Regions from separate parts of the Sus scrofa genome. Here region 2 is linked to region 1. A link is a contact called in public HiChIP or PLAC-seq data. All regions are on one chromosome and are shown on one strand. The core of a region is the stretch at or near the end of the contact, and the rest is flanking DNA. Distances in the headings are between cores, read along the strand shown. Region 1 holds the start of DNAJC5 (dnaJ homolog subfamily C member 5). Region 2 holds the start of RGS19 (regulator of G-protein signaling 19).

Evidence for each region. HiChIP or PLAC-seq counts read pairs in DNA pulled down with a chosen protein or histone mark.
Region 2: an H3K27ac HiChIP or PLAC-seq map of alveolar macrophages shows a contact between it and region 1. The contact joins the promoter of RGS19 here to the promoter of DNAJC5 in region 1. A contact is called at or near these places in 2 of 47 Hi-C or Micro-C datasets (embryonic fibroblasts and retroperitoneal adipose tissue) and 1 of 2 datasets of contacts at active chromatin or transcription factors (alveolar macrophages).

What each region holds. Positions count from the first base shown.
Region 1 is chr17:62,750,673-62,756,504 of Sscrofa11.1, reverse strand. It overlaps DNAJC5 (dnaJ homolog subfamily C member 5), which reads right to left and starts at 1,875. Exons shown (of 6, transcript XR_002339937.1): 1 at 1,636-1,875.
Region 2 is chr17:62,893,273-62,898,686 of Sscrofa11.1, reverse strand. RGS19 (regulator of G-protein signaling 19) reads left to right here and starts at 2,538. Exons shown (of 6, transcript XM_021077657.1): 1 at 2,538-2,681.

The DNA of each region.
Region 1 (5,832 bases), core at 626-3,125:
GCACAGAGTGTGTGCCAGGAACTGTTCTTCGCACCAAACAGCCACCCTGTGGACCTTACCCCACAGTAAAGGATTACGCGTAACAAACGTACTAAAGAGACTTCAGAAGAATTAAGTGCTGTGGGAAATTAAACAGGAAAGGGAATCAGGAAACCGGAGGTGGCGAGCTGGAATTCTAGGTAAGATAGGGAAGGCCTGCCCTCACTGGGCCTAAGAGTGAGGAAGTGAGGGATCCGGGCAGATCCGAGGACAGAGCACATGAGTCTGTTGAGAGAATGGCCAAGAGGCCATGGCGGTGGGGGTCAGAGGGTGGCAAGGGGCGTCCCTCCCCAACAAAGGTGCCCACCCAAGGCCACAGGCTCCAGAGCCGAGGTCCCTCAGCAAGGCTGTCTCCTCCACATGCAGACCTAAGCGTCTGCTCACCACAGATGCCCAGGTGGTCTGCTTTCGCCACGGCCAAGGGGAACAGGCGCAACACACACGACCCTCAGATCCCAGGGCTAGTGGAGGCACCTGCCCCACAGCCAGAGCGGCTCCTACAGCCCTTGGTTTGGCCACAGGCCCCCAGAGGTGCCCGGGGTCCCAGAGTCCTGACAGGTCAAAGGAGAGCTGCTGGCTCTCAGTTATAAAGTTTCCCAAAGCCCTTAAGTCCTGCCTCATAGCGTCACCTCTCATTTGACAGATGACACGATGCTGACACTCACGACAACACTGAACAAGAGAGGAGCAAGAGAATAAACATAAAATCTCAGAGCTTTGCCTTTAGGCAACCAAGTCACAGACGGGCCAGTACACTTGTTTTGTCATTAAGATAGTTTGTAAACAGACAGAGGTGTCCAGCACGGCACCCATTAGGCTACGACCGGCTGGTTAAAATGTCTCCTTATCAAACCTCAACACGAAAATCAAAATAAAACTGAAACTTTTGCTTCCCTTCCTGTGTGGCACAACCAAATGCACTCCGATAAATCGTCTCAGGCACATGAAAAAGGGGCTCCTTAATCCAGCCTCTCAACACGAACAAGTTAGAACCTGAAGGGAAGAGCTCCCGACACTGTCTCCGCAAGACAATACACAGCGATGCTCCAAATAATGTCCTTGCGACGCAGAGAAAACACTTCTTTCTTACCAGGCCGACGATTCACACCCCCGAGATTAATTTACAGCGCGTCAAGGAACAAAGCTCACTTCGCCGAGCTCCAAGCGTGACCCGGGGACAGGTTACGTGGCTGCTGCATCCGGCGGCTCTGCCCCCCGCGGCCCCCTGGACAGGAAAGCCCCTCCCCAGGGCGGTGGGCGCCCGGCGCACACGCCGGGCCCTGGGCCCTCGCCGCCGCCGCCGCCGGTCAGGTCTGGCCGACCACAGCGCGGGCCCGGCGGCCTGGCCACGGCGCGCGCCCTGGGCCTCCCGGCGCCTCTCCGGCCCGGCCGCCGCCCCCCGCCCCGAGCGGGGAGGGAGGGAAACAAGGAGGGAGGGGGTCGCCGCCATTTCCGGCTACGGGCGCGCGGCCCCCCAGCCCGCGTCGCGCCCCCCTGCGCCCCCGCCCTCCTCCAGCCGCCTCCACATCCCGCCCCCAGTCACCGCGAGGCCCCCGCCCGGCCTGACGCGATGCCGCGGGCCCGCCGCGAGCTCACCTGTCCGCGCGCCCGCCCGCCCGCCGGCTCCGCGGCTCTGCTCCTCCCTGCGCAGCGCTGCTGGGCAGCCGGCCGACGCGCTCCTCAGCCGGGGCTGCGCCTCGGGACCCGGCGGCGGCGGCGGCGGCGGCGGCGGCGGCGGCGGCGGCGGCAGCGGCGGCGGCGGCGACGGAGTCGGCGGCGGGGGCAGCGGCAGAGGGCGCGGGAGCAGCACCGGCAGAGGCGGCGAGGGCGCGCACGCTCACGCACGCTCACGCACGCACCCGCACCGGCGCGCGCGCTCCCGGGAGGACGTGGGCGCCGGTGGGTCGGAGCTGCGGGCTGGGCAGGCCGCGCGTGCGCTCAGAGCGCTGCGCAGAGGCTCCGCCCACGAGGGGCAGGGCCCGAATGACAGCAGTGGGCGGAGGCTCCAGAGCTCCCAGCGGAGGCTCCGCCTACTGAGGGCGGAGTCCCGAGTGCCAGCCCATACGCGGGTGCTCCGAGAGCTGTGGGCGGAGCTTGCACCGCGGAGCCGGAAGCCTCCACCGCCCAGCAGGGGCGGGGCCGAGACGCGGGGGCGGGGCCTGCCCGCCAGCGCTTCAGGTAGTGGCTAGTGCGCCGACAGGTGCTGCGGTAAACGGATGCGGGGACTAGTTTGGCGGCTGACTTTGCCTGGAGCTTCACGTAAGATTGGGGAAACGCAATTGTTCTCGTCAAAGAACAAGCGAAAGAGGGAGCTGGTGGGAGTTGTCCCAGAGGCCGCCGACCCCTGAACCACTGTTAGGGACCGCGCGGTGCAGAGATGTGACTTGCTTCCTACCTCCCCAATCGCCGAAGTGTCACAGCCATTGTCCAGCCCCTCCCAGAATCACCTGCAAACAATGCCTTGAATGGGCAGTTGTACCAACTTCTACTCACTTCCCTTCCGGTCCAGTTTCGACCCGTTCTTTGACTCCGAGGGAGGGGAGACCTGCTCGTCACCCTTCGCTAACACTCCTTATAACAGGAGGTATTCTGCCGTATACTGAGTGCCTGGTACATCTGTATGTGCTATTTCATCCTGAAAGCCGTCCAAATCGATTTTTTTTTTGGGGGGGGTCTTTTTTAGGGCCGCACCCGCGGCATATGGAGGTTCCCAGGCTAGGGGTCGAATCGGAGCTGCAGCCGCCGGCCTGCACAAAAACCACAGCGACTCGGAATCCGAGCCGCGTCTGCGATCTACACCACAGCTCACGGCAACGCCAGATCCTTAACCCACGGAGCGAGGCCAGGGATCCAACCCGCAACCTCAGAGTTCCTGGTCCGATTCGGTAAGCACTAAGCCAGGCCTGGAACTCCCCCAAATCGACCTTTCCATTCACTTCTCTTGCCTCCTCACTTCCACACTTGCCCACATCAGCGGAGTCACATTCTTAACACAGAAACTTTATGACACTGAAGTCTTCCTATGACATACTGAGTAAAATCCAAACTCTGCCAACAAGCTCCAGCCCCGTTTACCTCCACCCTCTTCTTACACCTCTCTGCCATCCTTGAACTGCCCAGTTTGCCCCAGGCCTGGGGCCTCTAAGTGGCAGAGAGCTCAGGAAGTCTCCTGGCAGTTATTAAGTTGTGCAACATCAGTCAGGCAGCACAAAAAAGGCGTAGGCCAGAAAAACAAGCAGCAGAAAGGCCAGATTAGTATCTACATCTGGTGTTTTGGGGTTGTTTTTTGTTTTTTGTTTTTTTTCCTTTTTAGGGCTGCAACTGTGGCCTATAGAAGTTCCCAGGCTAGGGGTCCACTTGGAGCTGCAGCCGCAGCAACGCCAGATCTGAGCTGCCTCTGCAATCTGTACCACAGCACACAGCAACTGAGCGGGGCCAGGGGTAGGAGCTGCATCCTTACGGACACCGCAATGAGAACTGCAGTGCCGATGTCTTTCGATTCAAGGAATGGGTGAGGCAGGCCCTGGTGAGTCTCTCTTGGACCCAGTAGTTCCACATCAGGGGTTTTCTTTGGTCTTTTTAGGGTTGGAAATTCCCAGGCTAGGGGTCGAATTGGAGCTACAGCTGCCAGCCTACACCACAGCCACAGTAACACCAGATCTGAGCCACATCTGCAACCTGCACCACAGCTTGTGGCAATGCTGGATCCTTAACCCACTGATGGAGGCCAGGGATTGAACGCTCTTCATCATGGATACTAGTTGGGTTCTGAGCTACAATGGGAACTCCTAGTGATTGTTTTCTGAAGAAAATGTTCCCCAATACAGAAAAAGGTGTATGTGCTGAGCTGCACTTGATGGTGTTATTTGTAATCGTGAAAATGGAAACCGGTGCCACTATACACTAAGACACTCGGATGGAACGATATGGTTTAAACAAACAAGTCACCCTTTGGGAGGAGACAGGAAGGATACCGGCAAATGTTGACAATGACTGCAGGCCCACCAGGTGGCCCCTTATCCTAACCTTGAGACAGGAAGCTGGGACTTCAGGGAAGCAGGTGCTGCCAGCTTAGGGCAGACACACCTGAGGGCTAGAATCACCCTTGTACCTCACAAGGCCTAGCAAACACTTACCCACAAGACATCTAAATACTGAACAAGCGAAGACCACGTGGGAGCCCTGCGAATGTGGGGGATGCTGACTGCGGCAGCGGTGGCGCTTCCCCACTTGGTGCAGCTCCCCGTTGTGGTGGACTGCCATGCTGGGCCACAAGCCTCGTTCCACTTGAACTCATTCACTCTTCCTACTGGGCTTACTGTGGTGGTTGTTTTTGTTTTCGGCCGTGGCCTGCCGTGGCCTGATGTGGGATCTTGGTTCCCAGGCCGGGGATTGAACCCAGGCAGCAGCCGTGAAAGCACCAAGTCTTAACCACTAGACCTCCAGGAAACTCCCAACTTTCCCTGCAGCTGCATCTGGAACAAGCCATGTTCTGACCCCAAAGGAGGTCTGATGCCCCCAGTAAAGGGGCTTCCCCTCTGGGAACACCCAATACAGTAGAAATGGACGCGTGAAGTGCCAGGGCAGTGCAGGCTTCCCCTCAAGTTGTAGGGGCATGTGGCTAGCGTTTCAGGGCACAGCATTCTTCAAAAGGACAGAGGGCATAGAGTTGTAAGCCATCTTTTAAGTGATAATGGGAAGGGAATGAGAACACACTTTCAGAGTTCCCTGGTGGTCCAGTCATCAGGACGCTGCAGCCCGGGTTCATTTCCTGGTCTGGGAACTGAGATACCACATCAAGCGGCTGCATGCCATCATCAAAAAAAAGAAAAAAAAAAAGGGAGCTCCTGTCATGGCTCAGGGGAAACACATCTGACTAGTATCCACGGGGACGCAGGTTTGATCCCTGGCCTCCCTCAATGGGTTAAGGATCCGGTGTTGCTGTGAACTGCAGTGTAGGTGCAGATGCGATCAGATTCGGTGTTGCTGTGGCTGGGGTGGAGACCGGTGGCTGTAGCTCCGATCGGACCCTTAGCCCGGGAACCTCCATATGCCATACCTGAGGCCCTAAATATATATATACACACACGCACACGCTTGCTCTTGTGTGAAGGAAACACTGGGAGCGCATGGTTCCCAGAGAGCGTGGGTGGGGGATGGGCGCATTCCCCAGTGTGCTTGGCATCTGGTTTTGACTTTTGAACCCGGTGGACAGATTACCTTAAAACACTTAACACAGGTCATGGAATTGCCCTGGGGACCCCTGCCAGCATCCCTGCACCCTGGGGCAGGCCTCCCAAGGCGGATGTGTGCTCCTTCCGGGAGGAGCCCTGCCCCGCAGCCGTCCTCACCGCCTTGGCTCAGCTCCCTTCAGCACCTGCCTGCTTCTCCATCGCCGTCCTCCGTCCCTTGTCTTCACCCACCAGCAGTGGGCTTGAGGGGGCACGAGGCTCATGATGGCCCGAGGAGCAGGCACCTCTTCTTTCTGACCCTTCCTGCCCATGAACCCCTCCACCTGCTCACCTTCCTGCACCACGAGGGCCGGTTCAACCGCAGCCGCGTAATCGAGGGATCTCCAGCGACTCTCCATCGGGCGTCCCGGCCGGCCGGCCGCCCTCTTACTGCAGTGCCCGGCTTGCATGGCTGCAGCAGCTCAGCCCAGACTCCCCTGCAACCTGGCTGGCTGCGGCCCACCCTCCACACTTTCCGCACACACCCATGGCTCCGTCACCAACACAGCCTCTCACGGCACTGAGCACCTGGAGTCCGTGCCGGGACCACCTCTTTCCTGCC
Region 2 (5,414 bases), core at 1,289-3,788, 140 kb before region 1:
ACAGACTTCCCCTTCAGAATCTCTCCCTGACAAGGCTCTTTGCAGAGCCTGGGGTTTCTCTTAGAAGCGTCTCTCTCTTCCTCCCTCCCAGCCTGGGGCGGGGGGTCGGGGAAGGGGCTCAGATAGGGCCCTCCACCCACCAGGAGAAGTGGGGAGCAGAGCTGCCTCTACGAGCAGAGGGCAAAGCTGGGTCCAGCAAGGAAGCATGCTGAGGGGCAGCCAGCGCCCCCCTAACCTGGCTCAGGACAGGGACCTGAGCCCTGTGTCCTCAGCAAGCCCGTCCCCCGCCTGCATAGGAACCTTCGCCTCTTCTGGGCTGTTGCACCCTTGGCATCGATCCGAGCCCAGGGCTGTGTGTGGAGCTGGAGTCTGTGGAAGCTCCAGGAGCGAGGGGAGAGCTCTTTGTGGAGGAAGGAGGTTCGGGCAGGGAGGGAAGGAAGCAAGAAATGGGGAGAGAGGGTGGCTTGGGTCGGGGACAGCAAGAGAGGGGAGGGGAGGCAGTCTCTCTGTCCACTTACCCACTGACATGCACAAGGCGACAGCCGGCTCTGGCTCCCCCGGTTGAGCGCCCGGCAGTCTGAACCCCAGCGCTGAGGGTGTGTCCTGAGCGCAAGACAGTGTCCTCTGTCTAGTAAAAGCCCGTTTTATTCCATAATTTCTCTGCGCCTCCATTTCTTTCTCTTTAAAAAGGAGGTTCTAGGGAGTTTCCATCGTGGCCCAGCGGAAATGAATCCGACTAGGAACCATGGGGTTGCGGGTTTGGTCCCTGGCCTCGCTCAATGGGTTAGGATCTATCATTGCCGTGAGCTGTGGTGTAGGTCGAAGACACAGCTCAGATCTGGCGTGGCTGTGGCCGTGGTGTAGGCCGGCGGCTACAGCTCCGATTCAACCCCTAGCCTGGGAACCTCCATATGCCAAGGGTGTGGCCCTAAGAAAAGCAGAAAAAAAAAAAAAAAAAAAGAGGTTCTAATATCCTACTTGGCACACCTGGCCCCCACACTGCGAGTGCTCCATAAGAGAGGGGTCACTAGAGCAGGCAAGAGGGTGGCCTCACAGCCTGCTCTGTACCAGGAATGAAGCCCCACAAAGGCGCCTCGGTCTGCAGGGAAGTCCTGGGAAAGTGGCGGAAGGCATTTCTGCAGGGCCCGGAGGAGGCTTCCGCTCTGGGAAGGCAAAGCACGTAGGCCACAGCCCAGTGTACTGGGGGCTGTGCGGGATCGGGCAGATCCTCAGGGCGGGGAGCTCACGCCCAAACCTGGGTCCGAAGGCCATCTCCAGCAGTACCTGCTGCAGAGCCTTGAATGAGCCCCTGCCGGGCCCACTTGGTTCTTCTCTCGGAATACGGCAGACTCTCCAGAGGGAGCACAGAGGACCCAGAGGGGCCGAGGCTGGGGGATGGAGAGACCCAAGTGGCCAGCAGACATGGGAGAGCAGCCAGAGGAAGGACAGTGTAGGGAGGACTGGGAAGGAGGGGGGCGGGCAGGGGGGTGCAAGGAGGGGCCCAAGATGCTAGAGGAGTGTGCTGACCCCACCCACGTCCAGCTGCCCCACGGGTCTCAGGAGGCGGGTGGCGATGCCACATGGGGCACCTTCGCCGCAGAATCAGCATAGCTATGTGACCTTGACTTAGCGCTGGCCTGACATCGTAGTCCTACTGCCCAGGACTGTTATCCAGGCTGAATAAGAAGCAGCCACAGGAGTTCCCTTTGTGACATAGCAGAAAGGAATCTGGCTGGGAACCATGAGTTGTGGGTTTGATCCCTGGCCTTGCTCAGTGGATTAAGGATCTGGCATTGCTATGAGCTGTAGTGTAGGTCACAGATGCACTCGGATCCCACGTTGCTGTGGCTCTGGCATAGGCTGTCAGCTACAGCTCCGATTCGTCCCCTAGCCTAGGAACCTCCATATGCCGCAGGAGCGGCCCTAGAAAAGGCAAAAAGACAAAAAAAGAAAAAAGAAAGAAAAGAAAAGAAAAAAGAAGAAGCAGCCACCTCAGGAGTTCCGGTTGTGGCTCAGCGGTAATGAACCCGACTAGTATCCATGAGGACACAGGTTCGATCCCTGGCCTCACTCAGTGGGTTGCTGTCAGCTCTGGTGCACGTCGAAGACAAAGCTCAGATCTGGAGTTGCTGTGGCTGTGGTGTCAGCCAGCAGCTGCAGCTCTGATTCGACCCCTAGCCTGGGAACTTGCATATGCCGAAGGCGCCGCCCTAAAAAGACCAAAAAAAAGAAAAGCAGCCACCTCCCCTCTGGGCAGGCTTCTGGCCTCTGCCCTGGCCAGCCAGTCAGTGTGGCAGCCAGGCGGTTCCCTGGTCCCATCAGCCAGGCTCACAGCCTCAAGAGGCACCCAGCCTCCAGGACCCCGGCCCCGCACTCTCCTGCAGCTGGGCTTTGGGCCTCCCAGGCCCCTGCCCTGCTGTACTTCGGGCTCCAGCTCCGTCCTCTGTTGAGCAGGATGCAGGACTCCTGCAGCTCTCTCCTGTGCTATGGCTCTCCTTAGCCCTCCTTACCTCTCACCCAGTCTGCGAGTCCACTTCTTGTCTACTCCAGGGCTGGTCTGTCCTGCTCACCACCAGGTCCCACCGCCTGACACGAAGGGGGCACCCAGAGACTTGACGGATGGATCAGCAGCACATCGGGCTTCCCTTTAGACCCCCAAGTGCTCTGAAAAACGTGAGCAGGTAAACGTGCAACTGGAACGCAGCGTTTGCTCAGGGCCCCCGGGCGCCAGGCTGAGGGCCTGCAGTGGGACAGGAGCTGCACTCGGTCGGAGTCCCCCTGGCCTCGGACCGTCTGCAGACCACTTCCAGAGTGGGGTCAGGGCCACCCAGACACCAGCCTGAAGCATGCTGGGATAAGGAATTTAACTCCCAGCTGTACGGGGTCATAAAACAGGAGGGGAGTTGGCCCAAGAGAAGGGACAGACATTCGTGGCAAAGGGGAGGGTGTGGCTTTAAACTTCAGAACCTCCTGGGGCAACTGGAGGGATTGAAAGAGACTCCGCCAGGCCCCTCGGATCCCCCCAGCAGAAGAACCGGTGCCCCCAGTCCCCACTGGCACCGCGACAGGGAACCCCCTTCCTTGGGAAGGGCCCCTCCAGCCCCGTGACAGTTCACAGGTGAGGACACCCAGTGTCAGAGGCGAGGGCCGGGCCGGAGTGACCGCCGGACAGTGCTTTCCGGCGGCCCCTCCCTTCCTCGAGCGGGGCAGGAGGCCTGGGGGGACCCCGGAGTCTCGTGGACGCCCCACAGCACCGGCAAAGCTGGACCCGCTCCGCTGAGCCGAGCTGGGGGCACGGCCACACCCCCAGCTACGCCGGAGGCCCCCTCATCAGCACCTCGTCTCCCCCGGCCACCCCCAGCCACGGGGAGGGCGGGGGGGGGGGCGCCGCGCGCCGGGCTGTGGGGGGGGCGCGGAGCCGGCCGAGCGCGGGGCGGGGCGGGGCGCGCCGGGCGGGGCGGGCCGGGCCGGGCCGGGCACCTCCCCGCGCGAGGAAGTCCCGGCCCCGCGCTTTGGGGAAGTGCGGCCGAGGCGCCTGCGCACTGCACCCTGCGCCCGCTCCCCGACGATCCGGCCGGACCTCGGAGCGCGCTGGCCGGCGGCTGCGGCGCGAGCGGCTCGGGAGCGCGGCGGGTGAGTGTGCGCGCGCGCGGCGCCGAGACCGCGGCCCTGCCCCTCCCGCCCGGGGCCCCCGGGGCCGTGCGGGGCGGGAGCCTGGGAAACCCGCGCCCGGATCAGCACCCCAAGGACTCCCGCCCCGGGGTCCACGTGGACCCTGGGCCGCGGAGAGACTGGGGCCGGTCCCCGCGCGTGGGGGAGGGGGCGTTGCAACCGGGTTCCCCTTTTTCTGCAGCTCAAAGCCTGGGGAAGTGATTGCTCAAAGGGGGGGGCCGGAAGAACCCAGGTTTCCGCGTCTCCCGCCTCCCCCCCTCTGCCCGGTGGGGAGGGGCCGAGGCGGGACACCCGGTCTGCCCCCGCCCCCACCCGGTTGGATCTGGCAGCCTCTCAACCCTGCGAGTCGCAGGGGAGGCGCTGCGCCCCCGGCCCGAGCCGATCGGGGGCTCCTGGAGCCAGCCTCCCTCCGGAACGCGCGGGAGGACCTCCTGCCGTCTGACTTGAGTCCTGCTGCTGCAGTGCACGCCCCTTCGGCAGCCAGGGTGGGGCCCAGAGCGAACCTGGCCCCTCCCGCCCCCACCTCGCCTTTGGGTCGCTGGTGAGTGGGGCGCGTGGCCCGTTCCTTGAGGTAGGGGTGGGGGCGTCAGAAGCTGGAGGAAGGGGCGGACTTCTCCAGGCCGGACCCTACCAGCAGAGAGGGAGAGAGAGAGAGAGAGAGAGAGAGAAGTGAAGTGCGTTGCCCCACCATTGCAGAGGTGGGCCTGGGCAAGGGTCACCAAGGCCAGGATGACCCGGCCTGCCTCGGAGGAGCCTGGCTGGGACTTTCCCACGAGTCCAGTGCCAGGGGCCGCAGACAGGAAGGGCACCGAGGAGGATGAGACGAAGGTAATGGAGCCCCTCGGTCAACCCCCCCCCAAAGGTTATGGCATTTTTTCTCGGGATTGTCACATTTTCTTATGCTTTTTTTGGACTGGGCGGGCTCGGGGACGTTCTTTTCCTTCTGTGGAGCAGAGCAGCAGCTGCTCCCAAGGGAGCTTGTGTCCCCAGAGGCCAGCCTCATTGCCTGTCCGGCTTCTCCCATCCCAGACTCAGGGGCGGAAGCCTGGAGGGGCTTCGGGAGGGGAAGGACTCCCCTCCCAAATGCCAGAATGAGGGGCAGGAACCCCAGTTCAGATGCTGTAGCCCCACCAGGGAAGAGAGCAGGTGCCCCAGGGGCACAGGTGGCCCCAGCCAGCCTTGAGGAGGGCTCTGGGAGCCAGGTCCCAGGCCTGCAACCCAGACGGAAGGGACTGCCTCCCTATCCTCTGGGCCCCTGCACGCTCGGCCGGGCCCTCCTCAGTTCAAGCGGAGTTGGAGAAGGCAGCCCAGAGGAGTGGAGTCTCCGGGTGCTGGGGGCAGGGGCAGGGGGGCCCTGCCCCCACTCACAGTGGGTGGGGGTTCAGAGGAGGAAGAGCGGCTCTGCCTGGGGAAGTCACAGCCCGTCTGGGGTACAGCTACCAGACCTCAGAGGTTGCCACACCCCTTCCTTTCCCTAGAAACTTGACCCCTGAAGGAAGGCATATGCAGTGGGGCCACCGCTTCCCCGTCTGTTTGCTGGAAGCCTGTGGGACCCAGTTTGAGCCCCCCACCATGATCTCAGGGGAAGCCAGACAGGTGGGGAGGGGCCAGGGCCCCACGAGGTCCTACACCTCACCCCCAGACTGGGGTCAGGGCAGGGGCCTCTGCATGCCCAGGCTCTGGAGGCACGGGGACCCTCGGTCTTATCTCGGGCTGGCACCTCTGAGCACAGCACCTGGCCA